Linked DNA regions of Zea mays: all the other regions are linked to region 3. Evidence: chromatin contacts called from public Hi-C data. All regions are on one chromosome and are shown on one strand. The core of a region is the stretch at or near the end of the contact, and the rest is flanking DNA. Distances in the headings are between cores, read along the strand shown. Region 1 holds the start of LOC109946017 (60S ribosomal protein L32-1). Region 2 holds the start of LOC103653187. Region 3 holds the start of LOC103653190 (cytochrome b561 and DOMON domain-containing protein At5g47530).

The links. Hi-C and Micro-C count contacts between places; a contact is called where the count stands out from the background.
Region 1: a contact with region 3 is called in a Hi-C map of ear, with 2.7 times the contacts expected there. The contact joins the promoter of LOC109946017 here to the promoter of LOC103653190 in region 3. A contact is called at or near these places in 8 of 25 Hi-C or Micro-C datasets (bundle sheath, ear, endosperm and 1 more) and 1 of 3 datasets of contacts at active chromatin or transcription factors (seedling).
Region 2: a Hi-C map of bundle sheath shows a contact between it and region 3, with 4 times the contacts expected there. The contact joins the promoter of LOC103653187 here to the promoter of LOC103653190 in region 3. A contact is called at or near these places in 6 of 25 Hi-C or Micro-C datasets (bundle sheath, leaf and seedling).

Annotation. Positions count from the first base shown.
Region 1 is chr4:45,162,012-45,166,696 of Zm-B73-REFERENCE-NAM-5.0, reverse strand. It overlaps LOC109946017 (60S ribosomal protein L32-1), which reads right to left and starts at 1,384. Exons shown (of 4, transcript NM_001364995.1): 1 at 1,257-1,384; 2 at 1,037-1,128. The coding sequence starts at 1,126.
Region 2 is chr4:44,723,451-44,728,393 of Zm-B73-REFERENCE-NAM-5.0, reverse strand. LOC103653187 reads left to right here and starts at 2,284. Exons shown (of 3, transcript XM_020551826.1): 1 at 2,284-2,844; 2 at 2,946-3,215; 3 at 3,328-3,697. The coding sequence starts at 2,470. The coding sequence ends at 3,405. LOC103653188 (a long non-coding RNA gene) reads left to right here. Exons shown (of 2, transcript XR_565299.4): 1 at 1-272; 2 at 636-973.
Region 3 is chr4:44,961,971-44,967,035 of Zm-B73-REFERENCE-NAM-5.0, reverse strand. LOC103653190 (cytochrome b561 and DOMON domain-containing protein At5g47530) reads left to right here and starts at 1,381. Exons shown (of 3, transcript XM_008680150.4): 1 at 1,381-2,165; 2 at 3,012-3,266; 3 at 3,382-3,956. The coding sequence starts at 1,518. The coding sequence ends at 3,672.

The DNA.
Region 1 (4,685 bases), core at 135-2,634, 200 kb before region 3:
GCATAAGAAGCAATATGCAAAGGGTTCTATCAACAAGAACCTCGTGTTAGTATAAGAGTATGATAATATGCAAACCCAACTTCAAAATTGAGCCCAGCCATGGAAACAATCGAACTTATGATCAAAGGAAGTATTCAAAGTTCCATGTCATACAGCTACATAACTAGAAGCTAAGCAGACAGAACAAAATGCTATCCAAGATAACAGTTTATAAAAATATTAAAGCTGTGATCTGATACAAGATAAGAGTACTAATAATGTATTAAGCAAAAAAAGATCGTTTTTGTATAAATGGACTGCTCTGAAAACAATAAACTATAGGAACCAGCATTAACTGTCTGGTGCAATCAAAAACTTCAAATGATATCTCTTCCATAAATGTGCTGTCGCAAAATTTCAATTTATGCAACCATGGTTAACTGTACAGTATATGAGCCAGAATAACCAGAAGGAACCAAAATTATGTCAAAAGGGGGGCATTTCATCATGTACACCAGAAAAACCCTATGATTGTTATGTTTCTCTACATAAAAATAGAAACATGCGAAAAATTCCATGACATCAAGCGAGAAAATTCCATTGGGCAAGGGATAAGCAATGTAATTATCTATGCTGCTATATATATGTCCGTGGGAGTTCAAATACACTTATTCAACCCAAACAGAGGCAGTTCAATACTTCAGTTTGAAGCACTTGCAGTCTAGGTAACGCAAATCTGCTGTCACCAAGCATCGGCATGCCATTCAAGAAAACTATATATGGGCTAGTTACAAAATAAGCCGGTTGGATCTAACCATCTAGGTACGATTAAACCAGCGCTCGTAGCTAATTACAGTTACAAACATTAACGATGCGGATCTAGGCAAGATTAAACCAGGCACGTAATCATACTGTATCAATACATCATGTGTTAAGCCAGTGCCAAGGCAACATAAGAATATCGCTGCTCTACAAACCATCGACTTCTATCAAGTACACAGATCCACCTCCGAAGAACAGTCCATTCCAGAGATGACAAGAGGGTGGAGATTCAAACCTTAAGGCACTTGTAGCGGTCGAGGTGGGGCCTCTTGAACTGCTTGACCCGCTTCTTCACGATCTTCTTCGTCAGCAGCGGCACCGCCATCTCTGCTCCGTCACCCACCGACCACCGACAAACAACAGCAAACACGCAAACATGAGGCGATGAGCAAACATCGAGCAAAGGAACAAGGAAACCAGCGGGATACTTTCGCCGACGAGGAGGAGGCAGGCACCTTCTGATCGGTGCGCACCTAGAGAAGTGAAGCGAGCGGGGGCGCGAGGCGGCGGGGAATGGGGTTCCGGAGTGAGGAAGGGGCTCTTATACGGGCTAAAAACCCTAGCGAAGACAGACTGGTCGAATGGGCGGCTGGGATGTGTTCATATGTGTTGTGCAGCCGGACGGTTGGATCGGGGTGGATGGGCTCGTATGCTATTGGGCCTCGCTTCGCTGAAAATGTCAGCTATTCGGAGAATAACACGGCAAGTTGAGTCCCTGTGCTGGGTCAGATTTAAGTGGGCCTTTTCATGTAATTAAGCCAGTTCCCACTGTCGATTACTTAGGAAAGGAGTATCCATAGTAAGGCATGCAATCTCTCTCTGACCCATTTGCCGAGCAAGTCTCCAAGTCAGGCTGAATGATCAAGTCCCCGCCGAGTAAGTCTGTGAGGCGGGGCGAACGACTAAGTCCCCGTCGAGTAAGCCTACAAGTTGACATGTTCAAACGTCAGGTCGGGTCGGGTCGTGGGCCATTTATCACGGCCCGTACCGCGACCCGTGCCTAGTGTCGGGTCGTGTTAGCCCGTGCCTCCATGTTTGACGTGTCGGGTCGGGTTTTTTCGGGTTGGGACGGTTTTTGGGTCCCCGTACCCGGCCCGTGAATTATAACGGGTAAAAAATTATGGCTTGTACCCGCCCATTGCATTGGTCGGGTCGGATCAGGCCGGGTTTTTTGGGGCGGGATCGGGTCGGGTTGGTCGGGTCCGGTGGCCCATGATCAGGTCTACCTACGAGCCAGGGCAAGCAAACCGAGCAAGTGTGCGAGGCGGGGCGAACGGCCAAGTCCCCGTCGAGCAAGCCCGTGAGGCGGGACGAACGACCAAGTCCTCACTGAGCAAACCTACGAGACGGGATGAACGACCAAACCCCCGCCGAACAAGTCTGTGAGCCGGGGCGAATGACCAAGTCCCTGCCAAGCGGACCCGCAAGGAAGGAACCCGGGACGACGCTTTTGGCCCATGATGGCCGAGACAAGATGCAATATCATCAAACAACGTCTAGATCGTACATACAGTACCAAACGGTCTCTGACAGACATGATGGAACACCCCCGCGTGCGCCCACGATATACCCTCACTAACTTGCGGGGTCAGTCAACTCTAGTCATGGAAACATCACCATTGAAGTCTCTACAATACGGAAAAGAACGAGACAATACCACATATCGGGTGTATACCTACGCGTGCTGGATAGTGACGCAAGGGGTATGACAGAAGATTAAGTTGTACTGGACACAACCCTAAACCTTGTCGTAAGCCCACTTTGCAGGACCCGTCGGGTACCGCAACGTTGATACCGAGCAAGCTACAGTGACCCGTATGGAGGGAGGACAGGACATAACGCACACCCACACAGGCGATGCCGGGAGGGCTAGAGCAGCCTAGGGGCAACAAGCCGAAGACCCCCGAGTAGAATACAAGTCCCAACTATGAAGTCCACCCTTGAGCTATAAAAGGGCGGGACAATCTTCCTTCTAGACACAAACACACTTGTTGTAACACACTTATGAGCAATACAACAATCAGCACTACACTGGACTAGGGCCTCGGCCTAAACCAGTATAACCCCTGTGTCCCAGCTTGGATCCTCGTGATCCACCATTTAAAGTGAGTCCGCGCTTGCATCCCCCACCGAACACAAATCTATTGTCCTCCTAATTTCCGAAACCACGACGATTAGCGCACCAGGTAGGAGATCGCAAGCGTGCTAAAGTGACTTTTTCACTTTGATGGCCAGCTATTCGACATTCGCCAAGGGCGAGGATTTCGCTCTCGGGAGTCGGATCACCTTCGTCTCCCTCGACTTCCTCGGCGAGGAGACCGGCAAACTTCGCCTCGTTAGCCATAGGCCCGGGCCAGGCATTCCACCAGGACCAAGGCAGAGAAACAACGCCTTAGCTCAAACGGTGCCTCAACAAATCTGTCGTTGTCGTTAAGCAATGGGCGGAAGTAATCCCACCATTAGCCATGGTGGTCGTCCTCGGTCGCCAACCTACATCCATCCTCGACCTCCTCGAGGACGACTCAAGCAGTGCCTCGACGGAGCCTAGCTTGGACTCCGATGAGGCGTAAGAAAGGGCCTATTTCGTGGCCACGCACCATGAGCCGACAATGGAGGGGGAGACTTGAAAGCTCACAACCAAGAAGAAGAATACCAGCACCAGCGTCAAGCACGCATACTCACCCACGAGGCTGCCCTCCAACAGTAGGAGGAGGAGCTCGACTCACTCGTCAAGAGGCTCGATCGGGTTTATGACAACATTGAGAAAATACACCTCAGAGCCGAAAGGACGGGGCGAGGAAGATTTGCGATCAGGTCACTGAAAGTAGCGATGGTGCGCAGTACTTCCTCAACCCCGGTCAAAACATGGTTGCAGTGGCCATGATTCTCCGATTGATCCCCAAACTGGATGAGCCCGAGGCGAAGGCGATGTACTAGAACCTATGCAACTTGTTGTAGAGGGTTGTGGTATAACAAGTTGAGGTTGATCGGTGGCAACACACCGGCATGGAGAGCCGTGACACACACACGGCCTCGTCCTGAAGCAAGGGGGCACAGACCTCCCAATCTACTCCGACGTGCGTCCATATAAAGCACCGCATTGGTGGCATTCACGACGCCCGACACATCCTCGACAACAGGCGTCGGGAACAAGAAGAAGACGAGCTACTGTGAGAAAAGAAGGCACACGCATAGCCCCATCCCACCTAGGCCGGGATCGCGTGCCTTTGGGCACGAGATCAGAAAGGCGTAGTTCCCCACAAAGGTACGTGTGCCAGCCAACATTTTCAAATACGATGGTTCCATGAACCCTGACATGTGGCTAGAGGACTACCGCCTCACGTGTCGCATGGTGGGGATCAAGGATGACCACCTGGTCATCTAGTTCCTCCATGTCCACCTTGCGGAAGGAGCGAGGGCCTGGCTTGAGCATCTACCGGCCAGCACCATACATGACTGGGCCAACCTCCAAAGGGCCTTCGACGGAAACTTTCAAGGCACCTACAAGTGCCCTAGAAGCTCCTGGGCCCTCAAGAGGTGTACCCAAAAGAGCGGTGAGAGCCTCTAGGACTATATCCGGAGGTTCTCACAGAAAAGGAACGAACTCCCAGACGCCACCGACGCTGATGTGGTGAGTGCCTTCACCTATAGCACCACCAACGAGGCCCTAGTCCATGAGCTCGAACGAGGGCGACTAAAGACGGACACCGACCTCCTCAACATAGCGACCAAGTTTCGCTGACAAGGAAGACACGGTAGAGGCAATTTTCCACAAGGAAAAAAACCCATGCGATGTTGGCGAGCCCAGCGGCGAGAGGAGGGATCGACGAGAGCACCTCGATAGGTGCTGGAGGAACCACCACCACACGCGCGCCAAAGAGGGA
Region 2 (4,943 bases), core at 1,035-3,534, 240 kb after region 3:
GCAACCCACGAGCGTGTCTATCCATCGACTTTCTGTCAGAAAAGGCCACTCGCGGTTTGTCGTGCACGCCGCGTCCAGGTTGGAATGGTTCGTTTCTTGGACTCGCGACTTCAGCCTTTGGTTACTCACTTACTCTCCTAGATATCATAGTGCCGCCTGTGGAATGGTCCGTTGCTGGTGCTACTTGCTCATGGAGTTATGGTGGTAGGCGTAGGCCACTTCGTCTGCCTCCTGGATTTCTCACTGCTGCATCGGCTCCGAAAGCAAATTAGGTGGCTAGAATAATTATGATTTATGTAATTCTTTTGTTGTTGTGTAGGTTATATTATATGGTCATTAATTGTGTCTTGTGTCATTTGAAACCAACAAATGATTCAAATATAGTATAATTAAGATGTTAGGATCATAGAGTTTGTTTCGATTACCACAATTTGGTATTACTAAGGTTTAGTGTATGCTAAGGTTGTGGCATGGCTAACAAGTGGCAAAATAGAATTATTTTTGTTCACTGTTTTTTCTGCTGAGAACATTTAAGCTACTACACTTTGAGATATTCTAGATACTATAGATGTTATTTGTTCCCTTGTACTAATCTTCCTTGTACTAATCTTAGTTGCATGTTATCTTTTTTTCAGACAACTATAGTTCTGTTATGGTGATTGTAGTACAGTTTCAGCTCTAACCTATGGAAAATTGAATGGCAGTTGCACTAATCTGTTGGTGGAATGATTTTCCCAGTAATTTCCTGGGCAAGCAGATGGCTGAGAACCATCTACCTTATGAGAAATGATGCCTTGTATGGTTCAGTATAGTTCTTGTATTGCTTGTTTGAATTAATTCCTGTATGGCAGTTGCACTAAACTGAATGGCAGTTGCACTTTGAGATATTCTTCTATTGCTGGTTTAAAACCATGGTGACTGTTCTTGTATGCATTCTGTATGAATTCTTGTTTAAAACCTGGTTGCTTCTATATGCATTCTTGTATGCCGTGTATGCATGGTGACTGTTCTTGTATGCATTCGTGTATGCAATATGTCCCAAACCGAATGGCATACAGAAAAATGTCACCAGTATGCATTCGTGTATGTACTAAACTGAATGGCAGTTGCTCCTTCCAAACGACCACTGATTAAATTGTCCTGTCAGTGGTTTTTACCCACTGAGGCCATGTTCGTTTTGTGCCAATCCATAGGGATTGAGGGGGATTAAATCCCCTACAAGTCAAAATCCTCTCCAATCCCTTCCAATCCCCCTCAATCCCTATGGTTTTAGGATCAAACGAACATGGCCTGAAAAATGAATGTATGGATAAAACCCTCCGCTGGAGTTTTTTCCTGTGCTAAAATAACCGCGGCTGCCAAACTGGTCCTAATAGATCAAAATCCTCCTCAAGCTTTGTCTGGTTATTTCGGTTCCATGTGAATTGAAGGGGGTTGAGTGTGATTGAGATGGATTTTAACTCGCTATTGATTGATTTAAACTGACTCAATGTCATCAAATTCACATAGATTGACGTCAAGGCGAACAAGCCAAATTTCATTCCAATCAATTCATATCTCCCACATTCCTAGCTAGAGTACCAAACTAGACCTTAATTAGGCTAACAAAGCGATTAGCAATTATGCCTAGCTGATTAATCATATCATATCGACCGTGAGAGCTTTAATCATTACAATACAAATTTGACAACTAAACCGAATCAATTAACGAACCCGGCCAAACAAATTACCTACTAAAACAAAAAAGAGCCAAATTTGGTTACCAAGGGACCTGTTCGCCAATCCAATGCCACACCTATTCTAGAAAACAATATCCAAGGCAAACTAATAAAGCTAGCTGTCGTAATCCAAACAGCAAGGGACAGGGGAGATGCAACAATTTAGTCAGTATGCATGGTGGAGACTACAAAACAGCAAATTCAGCATGACGTTTTCTTAATTGTTCGAGGCTACTATGATGTATGACCAAGTATAATGGTGTGGTAAACAAGGCTTTGGTTCAACCGAAAGCTCTGATGGCCTTTGGTAGTTACAGGACGAAGCGCACCGGGCCAATCGACACCTGGGTGGATTCACATTGAGGCCCTGTTCGTTTCGTTTGTGTCGGATTGCACCTGGAACCGGACGGAGCCGCTCCGTTCCCATTCCTCTCTCACAGTCACGCTCCGTTCCATTCACTCTGCAACCAAACAAAAAACAGAGCCGCTCTGTTCTAGATTACCAAACACAGAACAGAGCGGCTCTGTTCCTAGAATCAGGGATAGAATGGCTCCGTTCTACTTGGCTCCTCAACCAAACACTACCTTAGCGTCTTCGAATTCTCCGAGGCACCGCGAAACATTATCCAGTGCAGAGCGTACATATTCCGCTGCGTCTAGCGAGGTAGCAGACATCGACGACGACGACAGGACAGGCTATACTTTTACCACATCTGCTGGGTTCTTGATCGAGCTACGGCGGCCTATACGGATGAACAAGAAGAAGCGGCGGCGGCGGCGGCAGCAGCAGGGTGGGAGGCCTGTGCTGGTGACGTTCTACGTGACACAGCCAAGGGACCGCGGCGGCTCCACGGCGTCGTCGTCGTCGCATCACCACCACCACAACAGGCAGGAGCGTCACGATGACCACCACCGTCGCTCGCATGGCGGTAGTGGTGGTCGTCCTGGCATGCAGCGGCGGCGACGGAACGACGGCAAAGCCCAGAGCGGTGACCGGCGGGCGGACCTGCTCGAGTACTCGCGGCAGCTGAGGGCGTTGGCGCGGCAGACGGCGTCGGCGACCACGCCTGTAAGCTCCATACCACCGCCGCCGCCGCCGCGTTGTCGGGACACGGACACAATCATGGTGCGTTACTGGTCGGTTCCGAGAACACTTCGATTGCCGGTCGTATACACACGTACTCATGTTCCCACGAGGTAGCAAAATAAAGCCTCGCTTTTTTTCAGGCCGCTGTTGGTGTTCATAGCGAAGAGCAGCAGGGAGCTCCAGCTGTGAATCATCGGCTGGGGCGCGCGATGAGCCAGCAGCAGCAGGTCCGCCCGCGTTGCTTCGGTGGTGACGGCTGGAGCTGGAAGAAGGTGCTCGTGCTCGTCCTCCCTTCCCACAGCGAGAGCAGGCGTCCAAGAAGGAGCAACCGTGATGACAGCGAAAAGAACGTCAAGATCAATCAGACGGGCCGGGCGGCTGCGTCGTCGTTGCTGGTCGGCAAGCTGACGGTGGGTACAAGGCGCAATAATATATAATCTCCGCACAAGACAAATAATAGTGTTATATATATTCTTCATTGTTGCATATATACTGTGTATATTGCTGATCTGATCATCACAGCAGGTTTGCAAGGGCAGACGAGACCGTAGCGGGTTACTGAAGCCGCTCATGTCCTTGTTTCAGAAGCGGCCACGATAGATTGTCGAAGAGGTGTACTGTGGCGAGCGCGGCGAGCGAGCCTTCTAGACACCATGGATTCTTGAGCACAAACATGATATCAACATGAGAATTAATAAGGTTCCAGGGGCGTCCCGTCGTTTTAGGAGACCCTGTGCAAAACATAAAAAAAATATGGAGTAACTTTAATTTGTGTATATATGTACACATGATATAATGAAAATTAAATATTGTATCGATTATGTAATCTTTATTTAGAACGCATTATTTTTTTGGTGTTCTTTAAAATAAAATCGTCGATGATATTTTTATACTGAATCTTCCCCAGCATTTTACTGTCAATTACTACTATATCTAATGCATTAAGTTTTTTGTCATTATATAAAACGCAAATAGAACTTCGATATCTTCAATTTAGAAAATTTTCGCTTATCAGATGCAACTGTAACAGGAATATTAAAAAAACTCTATATGTGTTGAATAATTAGACAAATTCCAAATTAAATTCCGAATATAAATCATGACCAAATCAGAAGAACTGAAATAAAAGTCAAATCAGATGATGCGTACTGATTAGACTTACTGATAGTTGACGCGCGTCAGAATCAGCTGGGTCGACGATGTCGAAGATCACGAGCAGTCGCGTGAAGACGCTTCCCAAAAACCTTATTCGCCCTCTCCCGGTGCAGGATCTAGAAGACGAAGGGTTCCGGAGACCTGCTCTCCTGATCGCAGATGCACCTCTGCGGTCGGGACGAAGGGAACTAAAAGGCGGCTCAGCTATGAAGAGAGGCGAAAGCAAACTGGGATCTGGGATGATTTGGAGGCATCAAACGGCAAAAGGTAGCCACGCCCCCGCAAGGCGAGGGGCCGGATTTCGGCGGACCATTCACGCGCATGTCGTGCGCCCGCGCCCTTCGCCCGGCCCGGCCCGGCCCGGCCAGGCCAGGCCAGGCGAGGCGAGCGAGCGCGCGCGCGCGTGTGGCTCTCCACACTCTCTCCTCTCATCCATGACTTGGTGAGTGAGTGTGGCTTCCATATTTAAGTTAGCTCTACTCCACAAGAGCTAGCAATATGGTGCTATTGGTTCCACCTATCCCTTAGTCATCCACTTATATGGGCTTTTGAGATTTTCCTGGGATTTATTAGAAATTCTTAATTGGGCCAAGCCCATAAATCCTAACAATCCCCCACCAGATCTCAAATGCCCATCTGCAGTTTTCGCCACTGTTCACTACTGTTTAATATACTAGTTTTTCAGCAGAGACTGTTAAGTTGAACTTCCGCCTAGAACTCCAAGTTACACCAACCCACAACTTGGACAATGGACTATGCCTTGAATTGCAAGTTTTGTGTGGATGAGTTTCACTTGAAGTCATGACCAGTACTTGGCTACCAGTAGTCCCCTTCTCGGGTGGAGCATATACGTCGTACTCCAAGGTCTCTTCATAAGTTTACTAGAGATCACCCAAATCTCATAGACTGCGACGTTAGACAATCTAACTCATATAGGTGTGTTCTTTCAAAGAATGTTCTGCAGGACAACATCTTCGCTAATA
Region 3 (5,065 bases), core at 132-2,631:
TACAGTCATGTTTACTCTATATCTCAACTCTATACCAACACACCGTACCCATGCTGCTGCTCTCTGCCTGTAGCTCTACCTGCAGAGTTGATGCCCGTACAGCTCTACCTCCGTCCGGTTTATTTTATTGCTATAGCGTTGATGCCCGTACAGCTCTACCTGCAGAGTTCTGGATGTGTGACTGCAAAATAGCGCAGGTGATAGCGTCCGCTGTTGCACCCTTTTCTTACTGCATGTGTGACTGCATGTGTATAGCGTATCTTTTACAGCTCGCGACTGTGCCCAGCCTTATACCTCAATTTATAGGAATTCAATTCTCAGTTTCTTAAAAACTAAGAAGCTGATTTCTCCTAGCTAAAAAAAATAAAAATTAGGTTGCCTGCTAACAGAACCTAAGTTGAAAGCTTCTCCCTCCAAAATAAAAGAAAGATGGTGCATCAGAAGGACGACAGATGAAGCTTTGAAGCGTGCTTTTAGATGGGAGCCGTTGGATAGACGAACTGCTGGGAGCTTTGTATGACAAAGCCTTTGTTCTGGAGTTGCTAGTTGATGTTTGCAATAGTTTGAGATGTCCCTTGTATCGCCTCACGAGGGGAAGCTTAATAATATGTTTGTATCTGCGTTTGTGGTTCCTGTTGTGGTCTGCTTATCCTTTTTCCTGAAAGTGCTCCATCTAGATGGGCTAGGCCAATGTGCCGGTCATGATGGATCATTTGTATCACTTGATGAACTTTGGATCCTACTACCACCATTCACAAATTTATGATACCGTTGTCTTGTCTTATTCAAAAATGTAAAATTTTAAGTCAACCACAAACTACCATAAAAACAAATCATAAAAAATGACAACTCATTTTTTTTGAATAAGACAAGTTGTCAAAGTTTTTTTAAAAGTTAACGATGCCATATATTTATGAATGGAGGGAGTATTTTATAATAAAATAGAGGGCTTTGTCTCTTTGTAAAAAAAAGCATTCGTGCTCATATAGTCATTTCGAATGTGACTAATCAGTTTTTGTGCGTATGAAGTATTCGTACGGTTTCTATATTCACAATATTTATAATATTTATTCTATATTGAAAATAAACAGTTGTGCCCCGCGCTCATTTTTGCAGACTGGGAGAGTGGAGCACAAATAAATATAAGTAATACATACTGACATTTTTTTGACTTCACTTTTCCCCTCTCAGTAACTGAAAGATCGTCAGCATCATTAACTTACGCACGGAAGATTTGTGTTGTGTAGCACAAAATACTTCTCCGTTCCATGAATGGATTCATGTAAACGGGCGCGGTGACCAATCGCAGGCATCCACCTGTCCACCGTCCTCTCCGGCCTCGTGTCCTCCTCCTTATTAACCGCGCCCACTGCCCACTGCAGAATCTGAGCTCCAACTACGGACCCAAAAATCCGCAACCCTTCTCTTTTTCCTGAGTTTCTCGTTTCCCCTCCTTGGGCTCGGAGGCTACAGTTCCTGCCCCACCCGCAAGACTGCCCCCGCGCGCGGCCGCGGCCATGTCCTTCCCGCGGCTCCTCCTGGCCGTCCTCGCCGCCACGGTGGCGGCGGCGTACGCGCCCGCGCGCGCGGCGGGCGCCGGCGCCGGTGCCTGCGCGGCGGAGAAATTGTCCAGCAACCGCGTGTTCCAGACGTGCGCCGACCTGCCCCGCCTCGGCGCGTCGCTGCACTGGTCCTACGACGCCGCGGCGTCGTCCCTGTCGGTGGCGTTCCTGGCGGCCCCGCCGTCCGCCGGCGGGTGGGTCGCCTGGGGCCTGAACCCCAAGGGCCAGAGCATGGACGGCACGCAGGCGCTGGTGGCCGTCCCCAGCGGCGGCGGCGGCGGCGGCGGCGCGTACGAGGTGCAGACCTACAGCATCTCCGGCACCTCGCTCGGCTCCCCGGGGGCCCCCCTCGCCTACCCGACGTCCGACCTCGCCGCCGAGCTCGGCGGCGACGGCCGCGTCCGGATCTTCGGCACGCTCAAGCTCCCGAACGGCACGGGCGGCGCCGAGGTCAACCAGGTGTGGCAGGTGGGGCCCTACTCCGGCGGGATCCAGATACACGAAATGAAAGGCGACAACATGAACGCCAAGGGCACGCTGAACCTCCTCACCGGCGCCACCGCCGCCGCCAGCGGTGGGGGCAGTATCCTCAGGAAGAAAAATGTGAGTCGCTCCGGCTCCGTTCCCCCCCTTTTGTCTGTTCGTGCTAAACCATCCGTTCGTTTCTTTGCTTATCACGCCCCGGTGCAAAATTTTAGAGACAATTTGATCCCATTCACAGCACAGCTCTACTAGTGTTCGATCCCTGACCCAATTTTCACCTTTTTTTAATAATAAAAAAAGAATAACCTTTTTAGCAAAGGAGCTCTTCTGTATCCACATGAAGCGTTACTGTATTCACATGAGGCACCTTCACATGAAGCGTTACTGCAACTGAAAAAAAAGAGATAATTCCTTTATCTGAAAAAAAACAAGCCACACAAATTTAAGTTTGTCGCATGTCGATGTAGGGACCGATTTAAAATTTCCAGGATTGGAAAATGCGTGAAGTCATGTTGTTCTACGATAGTCCCCGACTGAAATCAAAACCGTATTAGGGGGTGTTTGGTTACCCCAAACTAAAATTTAGCCCCCGTCACATCGAATGTTTGAACCTCCGTTTCGGGTATTAAATGTAGTCGGATTATAAAACTAATTTCTCAGCCGAAGATTAAAAGACGAGACGAATCTAGTCCAGTTGGTTGGGTCTATATTTCATACTCTTATTTGAAAGTCAAACGCTTGATGTGACCCGGGCTAAACTTTAGCAGGGGCAACCAAACACCCCCTTAGTCCTAGTCCGTACGGCAGGCAGCGTTTGCTGACCGTGTGACAGACTGACAGTACATCAGGCTCCTGTCTTCCTCACCCGTACGTACGTACACTACGGATTTCGACGCACTGCTATTACTATACTGTCCAGTAGTAGATCGAACTGATTAACTGAAACCGTTCTGATCCGGCACGCAGACGCACGGGATCCTGAACGCCGTGAGCTGGGGCCTCCTGCTGCCCATGGGCGCCACCTTCGCTCGGTACCTCAAGACGTTCAGGTCCGCCGACCCGGCCTGGTTCTACCTCCACGTGGCGTGCCAGCTGGCCGGGTACGGCGTCGGGGTGTCCGGCTGGGCCACCGGCATCCACCTCGGGAACCTGTCCAAGGGGATCACCTACTCGCTCCACCGGAACATCGGGATCACGGTCTTCGCCCTCGGCACTCTGCAGGTAACTGACTCCACACTTCACAGCGCAGCGCAGGCGCAGCACACACCCATGACCCATCCTTCCTTCTCATGGCTTTGGCTTTGCTCTGCTCTGCTTTGCTTTTGGCTGCTAGTAGGTCTTTGCGCTGTTCTTGAGGCCGAAGAAGGAGCACAAGTACCGGGTGTACTGGAACGCGTACCACCACTCGGTGGGGTACACGGTGATCGTGCTGGGCGTCGTCAACGTCTTCAAGGGCATGGCCATCCTGGACGTGGAGCGGAGGTGGAGGACGGGCTACGTCGCCGCCGTCTCCGTGCTGGCCGCCGTCGCCGTGGCGCTGGAGGCCGTCACGTGGGGCGTCGTGCTGCGGCGCCGGAAGCAGGAGGAAAAGACCTCCAACGCCGGCCGCTTGCCGCTGTCTATGTAATATATATATATATACCTCATCGTCGTCGTCGTCGGGGGCGTCTCACTATATATCTATCTGATCTGATCTGATCTTCAGAGTAGTAGGCCTTACGATGGGTTGGGTTAGCTAGCTAGTGTGTGTATCTTCATTGTATGGTAGGTGTCTCTGTGTGTGTGTGTATACTGCACGTTCGTATACTGGAGATGAGTGAGTGTGATACCGGCCGGCGGCATTGGTCTTTGGCTGTTGCCTTTTTGTTTCTGTTCGTTCGTGAATGCTGATCTGATCATGCACTTGCGTTCTGGGATCATGCTATTTTGGCTGCTGCTCCATCTCGCAAAGAGGAGAAAAAAAAGGCTGGTGAGGTGTGCTCGGTCAGTAGCTGTAGCTGGTTGGTTGGTGAAGCTGGGATGGGAACGGGACGGTACACGTAGTGGAAGCCCCACACAACACAACGCCAAGTGTCGACGTCGCCGCGCGACCCACCAGTCCACCTTTGCCAAGGCGTTCGGCTCATGCGTCCACGCGAATCCATCCACACATGAGAGTGATCCGAGAGGAGTATAGCGTGTGGCTCACTTGGCTTGGTTCGCTTCGACAGTGGGAACTGGAGAAAAAAAAAAGCTTGTGGCGCTGGATGTAGAGCGCCACTTTTTTCCTCTGGTGGTGGAAAGAGGAGGCGGCGCACGAGAGACACGGTACAAGATATATAGAGAGATAAGAACACCAGCAAAAACTCTAACCACAACATGCGGTTCATTTCTGCTAGCTTGCTGCGACACTTGACGATCCTTGTGATCTCCCGTCCTGCCAGCTCGAAGCTTCCCCAAAATTCCAAAGCTTTTCGCCGGCGGTGGATACGCAACCTAAACGCCTGGCCAAACCCCAGCTACTACCGACCGGCTCACACCAAATGATAAAATTGTCGCGGGGCTTGGGATGGAGCCCTGCACTGTTCAGTTCAGTGTACCAGAAACCTAACTGCGCATCAGTATCTCCTAGTCCTATTCTATATCCATCTCTCAGCAGTTCAGTCACCCAAAATATTGTTTTACACTATTTTATATTTTATATTACATTATTTATAAAGTGTAGTTTGAATATGGGTTATGTCCAAGCTTCGAACCTACGCTGCTTCATTGCTTGTCAATACTGCTTATCGCTGAATCTTTTGTTCTGGGTGCGTGCGTGAGAGCATGACGACCCATCATCATTCATCAGTGGGGAGTTGGAAAGTCTCTGTTTCGCTGCCTGCACTTGGCTGGCTCTGGCTCTGCTTCTGTCCACCTCAACCGCACTAGCAATCTAGCATTCGTGCGGCCGGTCACCTTCTGTTGGTGGGTGGAAGGCTGGAAGCATGGGAGGGTTTCAGTCTCCAGAGTCAAAGGGGGAGCCAGCAAACTCACCATGA